Linked DNA regions of Mus musculus: region 1 is linked to region 2. The links are chromatin contacts, called in public promoter capture Hi-C maps. All regions are on one chromosome and are shown on one strand. Each heading gives the region's core, a stretch centred on a gene start, on an enhancer-like site or on the middle of the called end of the contact. The rest is flanking DNA. Distances are from core to core; before and after follow the strand shown. Region 1 holds the start of Cbr1 (carbonyl reductase 1). Region 2 holds the start of Cfap298 (cilia and flagella associate protien 298).

What was found. Capture Hi-C pulls out chosen DNA fragments and counts their contacts.
Region 1: a contact with region 2 is called in a promoter capture Hi-C map of liver, with 2.2 times the contacts expected there. The contact joins the promoter of Cbr1 here to the promoter of Cfap298 in region 2. A contact is called at or near these places in 1 of 39 promoter capture datasets (pre-B cells) and 2 of 9 other capture datasets (adipose tissue and liver).

Annotation. Positions count from the first base shown.
Region 1 is chr16:93,606,582-93,609,281 of GRCm38.p6, reverse strand. It overlaps Cbr1 (carbonyl reductase 1), which reads right to left and starts at 1,445. Exons shown (of 3, transcript NM_007620.2): 1 at 1,028-1,445; 2 at 386-493. The coding sequence starts at 1,316.
Region 2 is chr16:90,933,464-90,936,163 of GRCm38.p6, reverse strand. It overlaps Cfap298 (cilia and flagella associate protien 298), which reads left to right and starts at 1,315. Exons shown (of 7, transcript NM_026502.2): 1 at 1,315-1,582. The coding sequence starts at 1,444. Synj1 (synaptojanin 1) reads left to right here. Exons shown (of 32, transcript NM_001164483.1): 32 at 1-67.

The DNA of each region.
Region 1 (2,700 bases), core at 196-2,695, 2.7 Mb before region 2:
GAAGTCCTGCTCCAGAAAGGTGGTTTCCTCAGAGGGTTTGTAGGGTTCATCTTGACAGCTGAGAGCTGCTGTGGAGCTGGGCTGAGGGATGTAGTTGGGTACAATCTTAGCACTTGTGGGGACAGGCCATTGTGGCCAGTGGGATGTCAGTATGTATGCAAAATATTTCAGACATAATTGGAGTCCTAAAGCCCCTAATGGGTGAGGAGGTGGAAGAAGTGGATGCTGGAATCTTATCTGAAGATTAAGAAGAGCTGCGTATGCAAAGAGAAAGTCAATGGCCACAAAAGAATTGAGATCAAAGGTCTGAGCAGTGCCTCACAGTGGCAGAGAGGCTGTGCAGTAGGGAGAGGAGCTGAGCCCGGAAGTCACCTGGCAGACTCACCTTGGGGTTTTATTAGAGGGAGCAGCTCCTTGCAGACATCTCGGGTACCAAAAAAGTTCGTTTTCATTGTCACCTCTGCTTGAATGTGGAAGGGGGTGTCGTCATTGACTTTCGGGGGGGGGGGGGGGAGAAGAGAACCGAGTTAGCGGAGTGGAAATGTAAAGACCTAAGTAAGCTAGAGCTTTAGAGATCCACTTGCAAGTACAGTCTTGTTTACATACAGCTCTGCATCACTGTCCATCTGACAATTTTCTATTGTGCTTGAAAGACACCACCACCACTGGGGGTGGCTAGGTGAAGTTTGTATATATCAGGATCTTAAGGAAACACCGTTTCCCTCTGTCTCTTTCTCTCTCCTCAATCTCTTGCTTATTTCAGTATCAGATATAGTTCCACTTAAGTATCGCCAAGTCCAATTCAATTACTCAACAACTGGGTGAGGGAAACCTAGAAATGATGGCGAACATTGAGGCTCTGCTTTCCTGCAGCCCCTACTACCCTGTCCTGTTTCTCCCAGGGGATCTGTTTCAGAGTCCTACAGCATAGTGCTCCTGGTCCTAGTAATGATCCCAGAGAGGCACAGCCCACCTTGCCACCAGGCTCTGGGGAAGCCACCTTCCATCTCCACACCCAATGGCTTACCCTTGAAGGCGATGCCTGCGTTGTTGACCAGCACGTCCAGGCCTCCGTATTCCTTGAGCAGAAAGTCGCGCAGTGCGCGAATGCTCTGCGGGTTGTCGATGTCCAGCTGGTGGAAGCGTGGGCTCAGGCCCTCCGCCTGCAGCTTTTGCACTGCCGTTTGGCCCCGCTCCTCGTCCCGCGCCGCGAGCACCACGTCCCCGGAGAATTTCCGACACAGGTCACGAGTGATCGCGAATCCGATTCCTTTGTTAGCACCGGTCACCAGCGCCACGGGTCTGCTGGAAGACATGGCTGCGTGAGAAGGGAGGCCGTCGGAGACCAAGGAACTTGGCGCAAACTCTGCCTCTCGAGGCTGCTGGAGAGTGGTTCAAGACCGGTTCACTGGCGGACTGAAATTGGCGTCGACAATGTCGCACCTAGCACGCATGCGCAGTTTAAGCCCCCTCCCTACGGGGGGCGTGGCTGGTGGGGGGTGTGTTTGTTGTTTAGTGTGGATTTTAAAGTTGCCTCTTGTCAAATTGCTGTGTATTTAGGAAATGGCTCACCTTACCTGAACTCCGTTTTTTTTTTTTTGTTTTTTGTTTTTTTTTTAAATAAAAGTTTACCATGCAACGAAAGGTGTCAGGTTGTCTGTTATCTCAGATTATGCATTATGCAGTTGGGGGTTACATACCAGCCAGGAAAAAAACCGGCCAGGTCAAATGACTGACATCTCAGGCTTTTTCCTGAAGGCGTGTTGAAGCCAGCTGCCAGGCAAGACTGCAGGAGAAGGCGAGAGAGAGAGAGAGAGAGAGAGAGAGAGAGAGAGAGGGAGGGAGGGAGGGAGGGAGGGAGGGAGGGAGGGAGGGAGGGAGGGAGGGAGGGAGGGAGGGAGGGAGAGAGAGAGAGAGAGAGAGAGAGAGAGAGAGAGAGAGAGAGAGAGAGAGAGAGAGAGAGAGAGAGAAACACAGCTTTGCACCTGGAAATCATGCATTCAGCTTGCCCACGGGTCTAGGTCTTCCTCATTACTTGTATGAATTTTTCACTGTTTTCCCCAACTTGCAAATTGGACCTCTGTACGTTTTCTTTCTGGTGTTTAAAAAAAATAACATAAAGCTGCCACTTAAGTTGTAGGAACTTGAATTGTAGGACAAACTGGGAGATTATGATGAGGAATCGCAATTTGTGTTGAATTCACCTCTTAGGACACCAAAGCAAAGCTATTGGGGTAATCTTTGGGCAGGAAACATTCCTTACTAGCCTGTGGTATCCCTTTAGATACTTCTAATTGCTTTGTCTTACCTGGATGTTTGTATTGAGTGTACAGATGTGTACAGGGCCTTCAGGGGATGCTGCTCTTCTGTGCACCACAATGCACCCTTTTAGTCCCTTTTTAAGATGACATGATGCCATATGCTCGCAAAATGACATTTGGTTCAGTCGTGGGAAACAGATTTCGTCACTGGTTCCTAACACCCTGGCTATAGGGATCTCCAGGTCAAGTTTCGTTTCCTCTCCATTCAGTAGGTTGCTATTAGAAACAAGTGGCCATTTAGATTAAAATAAGACATTTTAGTTATACTGACCCCACAGGAAGACCTCTCTGTGTGTATGAAGGTCATTGTATTAGGAATACAGTAAAATAAAGGAGACAGGTATAAGATTTCCATTTCAAAATATTCTACTGCCTCATA
Region 2 (2,700 bases), core at 66-2,565:
TGGTATACATTCTGTACATATCTTGTGAGATGTGCTGTCATATGAAATAAATATGTCTTTATCACCAGCTGACTTCTTTACTCAAAAGGGAAGAGGTTTTTTTTTCTCTCTATGCATGTGTGCACTCCCACATTCGTGTGTGTGTGTGTGTGTGTGTGTGTGCACATAATACATGCAGGGAATAAGAGGTAGTTTATTCTGAAGCCAAATTTGAATGAATGACCATGACAGATTTGGGTTACCCCAAATTCCATGTTCACAAAGTTTTGTAGCTCTCTAAGACAAAGTCGTAAGTCATGGCAAGTTTAAAATACATTGGTGGAAATGCCAGAGAGGCATATACAGTAAGACGAAGTTTTTCTTTAGTTACCAGATGCTATTTGACGATATTCTTAACTTTTGGGTTAGTGAAAGCTACGTTTATAGATTTCAGAGCCTATATGCAAGTTATTTCTGACCCATAGGAGGGCAATGGACGTCTGTTCTAGGAGCTATAGCTAACAGAGACAAGGTAATCAGTCTGGACCCGCAGATTCACAGCCTCTCCACATCACTGCTGTTTTTATTACACAGCTTCTTTCCAGGAATTTCCATTGGCAAGTAAAAAATTTAATGTGCCATCACCACAAACAAACAAAAAACCCTCACCATTTAGCGAAACTATGAGTTTGAGATCATTTCAAAGCACAGGTTAATTTTCTTTGCTAATTTTCTTTACTCCTCTATTTGATTTTCTTCCATCCATTTGTTTTCTCTTTATAACACTAAAATGGGATCCTCAGCTGTGTCTGAGCGCCCTGGAAGAACAGCGCTGCGCCCGCTTGCCCTATCTGAGATTGTGGGGGACCGAGACTCCATGGGACGGGCGATAGACAGCTGTGGAACTAAATGAGCTCTGCACAGCAGCAGCGCTCCCCACTTTTTGACCGGAGACCCAAAGCAGAAGGCATTTCCGGAAGCGATCCGTGCCTGCGCGAAACCAGTCTGAGTTTGGCGGCGGCTATGCTCCCATAGTGCCCAGCGCTCGCTCTCATTCTTAATCCAGGAGTCGCCATGCTCCTCCAGCGGACATCTCCCGAGTCCCCGGACCGTCCGCACAGGCCTCTAGCTGTTAGTTTGGGTTTTGGTTGCCCGGGCAACAGCTACTTCCGGGAGCGGCGACTGTGCGGCCCGCACAACCTGTTCTTCAGCGCCTCCGGCCTTCCAGGCGCGAGTTCTAACTGGGCACGAGCTCAATGTTTGACTGTTGCCCCTGGCAACAGCCACTTCCGCGAGCGTGCGCCGTTTTCTTCATCCCTCCGGGCTGAAGCGTGAGCCGCGTTCCACGGTTCCTCCTCGGAGCAGCGGTTAATCTCAGGCTGGTGTGGGTCCGGCCGACCCGGCTCGGGCCTCGTGGTCCCTGCCCCGCAGCCTTGCCACCTCGGCGGCGCCTCTGGCGCAGCCATGGTTGTGCTGCACGTGAAGAGAGGCGACGAGAGCCAGTTCTTACTGCAGGCGCCCGGGAGCACGGAGCTGGAAGAGCTCACGGCGCAGGTGGCCCGCGTCTACAACGGGCGGCTGAAGGTGCACCGGCTCTGCTCAGGTGCGGAAAGGGAGGCCGGCGGCTTCGGGGTCAGGGGGCAGCGCCCGGGGTCGCGAGGATTTGGGGAGATTTGCCGTAGCCCGGGGTGGGAAAGGAGCATCAGGGTTGACCGGGGATGAAAGACCAACGGCTGGAGGAAACCCAGGCTCGCCAGCCAACCGCCGACTCGGAGGAGAGCAGCCGGGATGCCAAGTGAGGCTGAGCTAAGCCGGGATTTGGGCTTCCGGGAAGTGCGAACGTACTGGGTCGAAAGGTGGCGGGACGGAGCTGAGGGATCGGGGACGGTGGGAGTTGTCAAGGGTGAGGGTGGAGTGAGTGGTGGCTGCAGGGAAGGGGGACAGTTTGAGACGCTAAAAGCCCTGGCCCTTGAGTCTCTTCGCTTTGAAGCCGCCCATGAAAGTTCTCACCGGGAGAGCCTTGGTGTTGTTTTCTGTCTCCTAGGAAACACATGATTTTTACATTATAGAGAACGCCTTAAGACCCGTTTTATATATATAATCAAACTTAACTGCTTTCAAAGAAGGCTCAATATTAAATGACATATTAAAAGTAAAACATTTAGGGGGTGGGGGGAACCTCCGGGTCTTTAACATCATAAACCGAAAGTGTGGGGCAGCATGTAAGAACTGCATGGGTGAGCCAGGCGGTGGTGGCGCACGCCTTTAATCCCAGCACTTGGGAGGCAGAGAGAGGCGGATTTCTGAGTTCGAGGCCAGCCTGGTCTACAAAGTGAGTTCCAGGACAGCCAGGGCTATACAGAGAAACCCTGTCTCAAAAAAAAAAAAAAAAAAAAAAAAAAAACAAGAATTGCATGGGTGAATCTACACAGAGGTAGGCACTGAAGCAAATACCATGGAGGATCACTGCCCCTGGCCTGCGCCTCACGACTTGCTCAGCCTGCTTTCTCATACCACCCAGGACCACTTGCCTAGGGGTGATACCACCCGGAGAGTGCTACCCCCCCCCCCCTTACTGTCATTGAGAAAATGCCTTACCTACAGACTTGCCTACAAACAGTCTGAAATAGACATTTTCTCAGTTGAGGTTCCTTCTTCCTAGATACGTCTATGTTCATGCCAGGTCAACAAAAGCCAAGCAGAACCAATTGCTTCCTTGTC